Linked DNA regions of Rattus norvegicus: regions 1 and 2 are each linked to region 3. A link is a contact called in public Hi-C data. All regions are on one chromosome and are shown on one strand. Each heading gives the region's core, a stretch centred on a gene start, on an enhancer-like site or on the middle of the called end of the contact. The rest is flanking DNA. Distances are from core to core; before and after follow the strand shown. Region 1 overlaps Arhgap31 (Rho GTPase activating protein 31). Region 2 overlaps Arhgap31 (Rho GTPase activating protein 31). Region 3 holds the start of Arhgap31 (Rho GTPase activating protein 31).

Region 1 (3,045 bases), core at 503-3,002, 61 kb after region 3:
CACAGTGTGAGAACCAGTTAGTGATCCGGAAAGGGGGAGGGATGCGGTCTGCAAAGCCCACTCGTAGCCCTCAGCTCCATTCCCTGGGGACACAAAGCCCGGACTCAGATGACCCAGGCTCTCCTGATGTGCACCATAAGAGAATGCTCCAAATCTTCAGGAGTGTCCAGGGAGTGGAGTTGCTTTGAAAAACGACTTTCTCTGAAGTGGGTGGACTAGCCTTAGGGTTGGCGTCTCTCACATAGGTTTTAAAGAACACAGTCCCAGTATCTGCTGGGGCGCTTTCAGTCTGGGAGAGGGGCGAGAGGGTCTTCAGGGTCCCACGTGTAAGTTGAGAGAGTGATGTCGAGGGAAGGATCGAGAAGATCTCTGCTACCTCAAACACAGACAGATCTGTGTCTTCAAAAGCTTAGAGTAGCAACTGACCCACTTCTCCTTTCATGCTGTACATACATGCATAAATACATACATATACACATGCTTGCATATATACATGCATATACACATGCCTGCATATATGCATGCATAAATACATACATATACACATGCCTGCATGTATAGATACATGCATAAATACATACATATACACATGCCTGCATATATATACATGCATATGTACATAAATATATACGTGCCTACATATATACATGCATGTATACGTGCCTGCACATATAAATAATGCATATATACATACATCTATACATGCCTGTATACAAACACACACACACACACACATACACACACTCATTATTTAAAGAAGATCTTTCTCCAAGGGTGTTCCTAACACTTTTCAGAGGACTCTTTCTTAGTTTGTGTTTTCTGTCAGCTCCCAGGAGACCGTTTTGTACATGAATATGGAGAAGTTCCCCGAGGCTGGTCTAAGACACAGGTTCTTGACAGATCTCCCTGCCTCTTACAAGCTGTTCTGAATAGCTCCTGTTGGAAGCCCCACCTAAGTCCTGTGGTAAACTGCATGGCGGCAGACACATCTCTTCAGTCACAAACACTGAAGCGGTTTCATTGCTAAGTAATACAGTGGATGAGATCGGGTGACTTTTTTCTTATATCTGTCTGTAGTTTTTTTGTCTACTAATTACCTGCAGTCCTTGTACAATAATAATGTTTTAATATTTTTATTACATTTTATTTACTTGGGGCTTGGAGGGTTTGTAGGTCAGAGGACACCTTGTGGTAGTTGGTTCTGGGCCTTCGTGGACGGAACTTCGGTCATCAGGGTTGGTGGCAGGTGCCTTAACCCACTAGACTGGCCAGCCTCTAAGAATAACTGTTTAAAAATATTAAATAAAATAAGTGTATAGAGCAGCCAGTGTTTTCAATCACTGGGCGAGCTTGTGCAAGACATAAATCGTCTGAAAAAGGGTTACATGCGGCAGGATGTGCCCTTGTTTTTAGCAGGAAAAAGGAGCCTTGTAACAACAGGAAGCGCTGGGAGGCCTCAGTACCAAGGCTTCCAAGCAAAGCTGTTCTAGAAACAATGGCTGCCTGTGGCTCAGGAATATTGGGCAGGAAATGAAAAGATGCTGGGGTGGGGGTGGGAGCGCGGAGGAGCTGACAAGCTGCTACCTGGAGGATCTTCCCGTGGACTTAGCCTACTCATCAGAATCAAGTCGCATTCTCTGAATTCTCCCCATCCCCCATTGGCAAACCCCATGATAGGAAAGCTACTGCCTGCCGTGGCAGGAGCCCACAGTGCCACGGATCTGGAAACCACCAGGAAGCTGCACCGCCCAGGAAACCAGAGGGTCCAATGAGCGGGAGACCCGTAGGGTGACATCAGAAGAGGGCAGAACCGTAGATGAACTAAGAGCCGTAGACAGCCAAGTCCCTGGAGGACTCCGACTTTAGCAGAGTAAATTTAGCGTCGAGGTTAGTGGGAGTCCAGCCATACCAAAGCAGATACATTTAAACCTTCTGAAGTTGAAACTCACGTTTTATTTAACGAAACTTTCCGCTCCTGTGGGTGGGGTGAGTTGGAGAGTCACGACGAATGCAAATGAGAAACAAAAACAGAGCAAGCCAACAAGCATTTCTGTCCTGCCTAGTCCAGGAAGACCTTGATGTAAACCACCAGGAGCAAGAACCCAAACATTTGCAGGTGGACTCGGCTCCGTGTTCTGACCCAGCTTCTTCCAGCCTCATTCCGGAAGCTGATGGATCTTGGGACAGGAGTTCAGAAAGGAACACTGGTCCTCATTCCATTCCAGAAATGGCTCCCAGCACAGATAAAAGTCTGAGGGTGGGAGTCGCTTATGGCCTGGGAGCTGTGCTGCCTCACGGTGCTGTCACGAGAGTTTCCTATCACAATTCAAAGGAGTGACTTACTCTCCTCAGAGATCTAAATCTGATGGCTGTGGGGCAGGAAAAGTTGGGCTTCTTAATTCCTCATCTAAGCTTCTGACTCCTCACTTAGATGGGAAATCTCCCCCATGTCGTTCTTTTTCAGTTCTGCTCATCCTTAGCCTACGCCGATGCCTACGCTTATTGAAATCTATTGAAAAGTCAAAGACCTTTAGATACCCCAATGCTACCTCTGGCCCTTTGGTCTACCATACTCTTCCCGCGTAAAAATAAGAGTAGCTGGGAGATGACTTGGGGCTGAGTGCTTCCTGGCAAGCATTGATCCACAGAATTCAGGTGAAGGTCCGACTTGGTGGCAAATGTCTGTAGCCCAGCACCGAGGGCCAAACCCGAGCCTATCAGGAGGTACCACCAGCAAGTATGGCTGAAACAGCAAGGTCCAAGCTCAGTGCAAGACCCTGTCTCAAAAAATTAGAGAATTTAGAGAAATGATTTGCGAACATCCCCAAATCAACCTCTGTCCTCTACAGGAGACCACACATGCAAAGGTAGCCTTGATCTCTGCTCCCAGGTAAGTCCTCTGAAAATACCATCCGGGTAACAATGTTCTCCTTTGTCAGCAAGCTCCAAGGCTTCCCCAGAGGATGGCCCATCCAGGCGACTCTGGTTTAGACCTGCAACTGCCTTCTAGGATAGACTCTGAAAGAACAGGACACACACACGGAC
Region 2 (3,157 bases), core at 435-2,934, 40 kb after region 3:
GTGCATAACCAAAGAGCGGTGCTGCTTAAAAATTACTCAAGGCAAGCCTCACAAACCTCGTCAGTGATTAGTATTAAAATGATCTAAAATATAATTACGTCTCGAAGGAAGAGAAAAAGGTAAGGGCCACCAAACAGAGCAGGTTATCTTCAAAGGAGTCCTTAGGGGAAAGACAATGGAAAGGAAGAGGCGTTTCCCGTGGGAAGTTGACTGATGGACTGTGGCGCTGGGTATTGGGAACCCCTTGACTCTAGTTACTCATACATCATCCATTCCCACCTCTGCTTGGGCATCTCCAGTTCACCCCCTCACAAAGCTGACAGCTCCCTCATGAGCCGCTCCAAACACAGGCAAGGCCTTCCCTCTGTTGAACGGGTAACAGTACCCATAGATGAGTTGGGGGTGTTCAATCTACCCCACTGGAGAACTCATTCTCGGGGCAGCATCTGAAGAACCCTCTTCCCTCTCTGCCAGCCCACGTTAGCCACACAAGCTGGCTCTCAAAGCCAACCATCTCCGGTTTCTTGGGTTTTTCAGTATAGGAAAGGTTTACACTTGGCTTTTGTTCGTTTTTATTTTCTTTTGTCTTTGTTTTTTTGTTCTGCACTGGTTTGTGTTCAAAGTCAGTTGACCCTTTAACATTTCCAACTCCTCTGCAATGGCCAGTCGTCCGTACCGCTCTTTAATTGTGTCGCCCAGAAAAGCAGCCTGAACAGCACAGGGTGCCCCACTCCGTCAGTTTAGACCCTGTATTTCTGGTAATGCAGCCCCAATATGGATCAATATCTTCGTCAGCCGTATCTCATTCTGCATATTGTGTTCTCCTTAACTGCTGTCACCTTTCAGAGAGTCGTTTATACCCTCAGAGACGAGGACAGGGTGATGGCAAAAGTTGCATGACCGCTTTTATGACAATCAAAGATACACGAGGACAGTTTCAACCTGAACGCAAGTTTGCGCCAACATATAATGAATTGCAGGCTTTGGAAACAGTCAGCCCCACGTGGAAGAGGAGACAAAATTGCTGCTGTTCTTATTTATTAAAGGAGATAATAATACCCACTCTAAGATTTCTGTCAGGAAGATATGAAACCATGTGGGCAGTAACTGATATACAGTGGATGGGCGATTTAAACAGATGCCCTGGAAGATAATAATCACGGTTATCAATCCAAGAACACGCTATTGGGTAATTAAATTGCCAGTGCCGGGACCTTAACACGTGATCATATACTTAGGAAGGCATCTAAAGCATCCTACAGACAAGCAAGTGTGAGCCTAGAGTGCACAGCCTTAGGAGAATCCCTGAAACCAGACACTGGGGCCCTGTCAGTCCGTTGTCATTTAGGTCATGGTGACAGTTTCCAAGCTGGCCGTTCTATCTCCTCTACCCCACTGAGCCTCGTGTCGACCGAGCCTCTATATCAAGTGACCCCAGGTTGCTTTTGAACGGTTGCACGACCACAACCACACATACTTGCCATACAACGGCAACAGTGTTAGAGGGCAGCTGGAACCCTTGGGCTGCTTTCTGCAGTGGATCCACCCCTGGCCCAGCCTCTTCCCATCCCTTTCCTCTCTTCGGTGGGCCCAGAAGCCAGCTGTCCATGGCCTCCCTCCACAGAGTCTCCAGAGACAAAGGCCTCTCACAGGCCTCCCACCCCCGTGCAGCCGTATCCAAGGCTACCATCGGGGAACTTGGGAACAGGCCTTGGCTCTCAGACAGAGGATGCCCCGCGTACCCGCGCACAGAGCTGGCGCTCATTCCTCGGTGCCATGAAAGGACAGACTGTTCTGTGACTGACCATGAGCGGATGGAGAGGCGTCCCTGCACAGCGCGCTCCTTGGAGCACCGCCCAAGCGTCATTGTGCAAGGCCTCCCTGGTGCTAAAGAACGGGGTAAATGAAGACCCTGTCTGGGTACGCAGGCAGACACTGACCAGTTAAAGAGGAGAAGAGAATGCGGCTGTGTCTTCGCCGGGCGGCTTTTCCGCCATCGTCTGTGACTCAATGAACCAGTTGCTTCATATAATCAGCTGGGGCAGTAGATACTTCAATTATCCGATTATTCCAACTGATCCCGTGCCTCTAGCCAGTGTGGTGATGGGGGAAACGAGCAAGCAATGCTCAAAAGGAAGAAGTTCACTTCGGGGAAAATGAGGAGATAGGTTTCTTTGTTTCCCCTTGTGCGACTTCCTATCGTTAGAGGTTTCCAGAGATCTCAGAGAGGCGAAAGATGGTATAGCCCTTTCCACTCGTTGTGAGCCACTAAGCCTAATGGCTTCATGGGAAGGGCCGAGGCTATTCCCGGGTCCTGTGAGCACCCTATGGTTTGTGTTGCAGTGGCTGGAAGACAGGGTGCATTGAGATAGTACCACACGTTGTCTTCTGAGAGATGGGCCAGTATCTCCAGCCACCAGTCTTCTTGGCTATCTTTAGGGTCGTTTCATCATTGTTTAGTACAGATATTTATTTTCTATGATCACATAATAATAAACTCTAGTCAGAATCAGGAGTTCTAAAAGCATAACTGTCCGATGATGCTAAGTATGTCACCTCCCTCTCTCGGAACCCTTGCTTCCCTAGCTGTAAAAAGATAAAAATGAGGGGCTGGGGATTTAGCTCAGTGGTAGAGCGCTTACCTAGGAAGCGCAAGGCCCTGGGTTCGGTCCCCAGCTCCGAAAAAAAAAAAAAAAAAAAGAACCAAAAAAAAAAAAAAAAGATAAAAATGGAGACCATCTCTGATAACCATGCTTGTACAAAACACCGATGCCCTGGGAGAAGGGTTTCGGGCTTCTGGGTGTCTTATCTTTCACACACTTAGGGAGAAGTTGGACCTAAATGTGTATGCTGTGCGCACGTTCTGTGTAACAAATCCGTGGCCTGCGTTTTAATGCGTCTGTGGGTTGTGTGCCTTTGAGAGCATTAAAAGTAATCTCAGCTGTCAAACGCTCTCCCAGTTGGGCCCCGAAAGCTGCCATCCTTATCAATGGCTCCTTCACATCCACCCCGCCGCCGCCGAGCATTCCTCAGGAGGTGGCATGGCGGTGGGAGGAGCACAGTTGTTTATAATTCTTCAGATTAAAATGTCATTGGGCGCAACTCTGAAACTGCTGACATGTTTCGAATGTCCACTTCTAATAGCCTGCTCCTAACC
Region 3 (3,245 bases), core at 549-3,048:
CTTAGATTAGCAAATGGTGTGGGGGTGGGGGGTGTCCTAACCACTGAGGAGTGGGTGTTTGCCACCAGGGAGGCAGAACCCCAATTGAGAGGCACTGTGAAGGGGACATCCTTTTAAGGCTGGCCTAGCTTGGAAGTAGGAGAGAAATCAGTGAGTCAGTGGTTACTTGACAGTGTTTCATCAAAATGGCTGAGTCTGTGGTGGTGTCACTGAGAGAGACGGGAAAGTGGAAGTAAGGAGGACTTGGGAACTGGGCACCGACTCCAGTGGCCCCAGAGACCAGATGGGTACAAAGGCTGAAAGACAGGCAGAGGTAGTTCCAAGGTAGAAGGCTCATCTCTAAAGCTGGCCATCATGTCTTAGCATCCACACTCCTTGCTGGGTGGGAACACACTTGTGGTATAACCAGAGCTTCCTTCCCTCACAACTGAAATCCAGATTTCTTATGGAGAAATAGCATAATTCTTTAGTGTTGGCTAATAATTTTTTTAAAAGAATATGTTCCAAACAAAACACATCTGTAGGCCAGATTTGTTAGGGCTGGCTATCAGGTTATGTCTGGACATAGAGAGAAGGTCAGAGTTCAGAGTTCATAAACTCCCATGATGACTTTTAAGGGGAGTCAGTAACTAAAATACCACACACAATACTTTTGCCAGCTATATGCTACCCTTAAAGCCTATATATGGATTTGAATATATTCAGGAAGTTTAATCTAATCTTCGAATCGTCAAGGCACAGGGTTTTAAGTGTTCAGTGTGTGCTGAGTACACACGAGTCAAGGAATTCCAACTAAGGGAAGGAAAAACATTCCGGCCTGAAAGCACACGCCTCAAGTTTTAAAACAACCTGGGAGACTGGCAAAATGTCAGAGCCCCTTAAATCTTGGTTTCTTTGCTCAAATCTCTTGCATTTAGCCAGGTCGCCGTGTGCGTGTGTGTGTGTGTGTGTGTGTGTGTGTGTGTGTGTGTGTGTGTGTGTGTCTGAACTTGAATTTGTAACTACAAATATAACTTCCCGGGAAGTGGTTACAACGCTGCACCTCTCTCTCGCCCCGAGGATATCCTAACCTCAGCGTGGGAGAGGAGACGTCTGGGCTTCAGGGACCGCAGACCCGGCAAAGAGAGGTGGGAGTGGCCAACGTAAAGGCTCTGTGGGTCAGGTTTCTGGAATCCCAGTCTTTGTTACTGTCACTACACTTAAGTGTTGGCGGAGGAGAAAGGCAGGCACTGAAATAGAAAGTGTCAGGACTGGGATGACAAGGAGGATAACTCCGTGAGCACCCATCCGAGCCCTCCCTGCGGAGTCCGGCGCCGCCTCCTCCTGCGCTGTGCAAAGAGCCGGTCTGGCGGCAGGAAGCAGGGCGGGCGGCCGCGGCTCCTCGTGAGGCCGATTTCCTCCGGGGCGGCCCTGGGCGATACTCTGGACTCGTAGAGCCACCTCGGGAGAGCGCGATCTCTCCCCCAGCCCGCGCAGCTCAACCCACCCACTTACTTCCTTCGACTACGCGCACACACGCACACACACACACACACACACACACACACACACACACACACACACACTCAGAGCTGCCAAAAATTTCCAACCTCCGCCCCCCTCCCGAGCTGACTTCCTTCCAGCGCTTCCTGAGCTGGACGATCCTGGGATTTGTAAGACAGGAAAAAAGGGACGGCGCGAGGGCGGGCGAGGGGACGGGATGCTCGCTGTTCGCGGTCCTCCAGCGGTCTGAAGGCAGAGCGCGGGCCTAGGGCGGAGCACACTCAGCCCCGGGGCGGTCCCCTAACCGCCGCGCCCCGGCCCGGGCTCCTCGCAAGGCTCAGCCGAGAAGCGCGGGGAGACTCCGCGGGAGCCCGAGTAGGGAGGTGACACCCGCCCGGGGCGGTGCACGGCCCGATCTGCGCGCCCATGCCGACCCCCGGCGCCGCTCTGCCCCGGTGACCCGACCCCGAAACCCTCAACAGCGGTGCGGAGTAAGAGAGCGCAGACGGAGGGGCAGCCTCTGTGGGGCTAACTCATGAAGAACAAGGGTGCCAAGCAGAAGCTGAAACGAAAGGGAGCCGCCAGTGCGTTTGGATGTGACCTGACGGAGTATCTGGAGAGCTCGGGACAGGATGGTAATGTACCCCCCTCCCCCCACCTTTTTTTCTGTTTAAGAGCGATGGATTTCTCTTGGGGTGTGCTGGATGCAGTTCACAAGTTAATGTGTTCCAGGCTTGTGCGCTCACTGTACTTTAATAGAAAAGAAAAAAGTACACGGGTCTTAACCATGCCGCCTCCACCCCACAGTGCAGGAGCTGGGTCTGTCCTTCCGACGTGTCACAGGAGCGGCTGATGAGCAGTGGTGTAGCTGTGGCGTTAACTGGTTATTCCTGAGGTTGAACTCCGGGAAGGAGGCTCGGCTCTTAAACTTTGGGTGTTGGAAGGGAAAGATGAGGTGTGACTGACGTAGGGCGGAATCATCATCGATAGGTTGCTCTGGTTATATCACCGTGACCATATTAAATGTGTCTCCTGTACTGTAGGGTTTCACTGGCTCACATCCCTTTTCATTAATGTGGTAGGAGGCAGTGGGGTGGGGGTGGGGTGGGGAATCCTGGCTGGGGGAGTGGTTGCACAAACAGTTTCTGTATTTCTGACTTGATGCCAGCTATACAGCATCTCCCCGGACCCCGACCCTGCCCCCCCTCCCCACCAGACCCTTTACCTTCTCGTGGCTTTCAGAGGGGCGCTTGGTGTGTCCTGCGACCAGTGTGTTGTAAAAAGGTCAGAGGGCCTCAGCTTTAAAATAGTTTAGGATACAGAAGTGTGTCTCCGTTTTCAAAGTCAGCTTGGAAAAAGAAATAGAGGAGCCAGCAGAAACAGTTTAAACATTTCTCGCGTGGGGAAGAATGAAAACAGCCTATGATGTGATAACACCATTGGAGGGCAAACGTTTTTAATATAGGAAAGGTGGGGAAATGGGGCATTAAATGACTCCTTTTGTAAAGTTGACTGGCTCTGCACTTAGCCGTGACCAAAAAAAAAAAAAAAAAAAAAAAAAAAAAGCTTCTTTGGAAACTTCAGAGAAAGAGAAAAGATCACACTACACACATATCTATCATACATAGATATCTATCATTATACATAGATAAATACAACAAAGGAAAACGGAGGACTGTGTAGCTGCTCAGAATAATTCTGCCTCCGGGAAAACCCTCCCCAAAACAACTGGATTTGTCCATATCAAGTGTGCGTCCCAGAAA

Evidence for each region. Hi-C and Micro-C count contacts between places; a contact is called where the count stands out from the background.
Region 1: a Hi-C map of frontal cortex shows a contact between it and region 3, with 3 times the contacts expected there. The contact joins the enhancer-like site here to the promoter of Arhgap31 in region 3. A contact is called at or near these places in 2 of 12 Hi-C or Micro-C datasets (frontal cortex and psoas muscle).
Region 2: a contact with region 3 is called in a Hi-C map of Schwann cells, with 2.3 times the contacts expected there. The contact joins the enhancer-like site here to the promoter of Arhgap31 in region 3. A contact is called at or near these places in 3 of 12 Hi-C or Micro-C datasets (Schwann cells, frontal cortex and psoas muscle) and 1 of 1 datasets of contacts at active chromatin or transcription factors (oligodendrocytes).

What each region holds. Positions count from the first base shown.
Region 1 is chr11:75,603,214-75,606,258 of GRCr8, forward strand. The region is part of intron 1 of Arhgap31 (Rho GTPase activating protein 31); the gene reads left to right. Among named protein-coding and RNA genes, the nearest start is that of Arhgap31, 61 kb to the left of the region's middle. Within about 2 kb of position 1,753, at least 41 of the 93 cell types and tissues checked have an H3K27ac peak or open chromatin away from gene starts, as enhancers often do.
Region 2 is chr11:75,582,562-75,585,718 of GRCr8, forward strand. All of the region lies in intron 1 of Arhgap31 (Rho GTPase activating protein 31), which reads left to right. Among named protein-coding and RNA genes, the nearest start is that of Arhgap31, 40 kb to the left of the region's middle. Within about 2 kb of position 1,685, at least 54 of the 93 cell types and tissues checked have an H3K27ac peak or open chromatin away from gene starts, as enhancers often do. A contact at or near this core is called in Schwann cells, where this site is marked.
Region 3 is chr11:75,542,378-75,545,622 of GRCr8, forward strand. It overlaps Arhgap31 (Rho GTPase activating protein 31), which reads left to right and starts at 1,799. Exons shown (of 12, transcript NM_001105879.1): 1 at 1,799-2,117. The coding sequence starts at 2,018.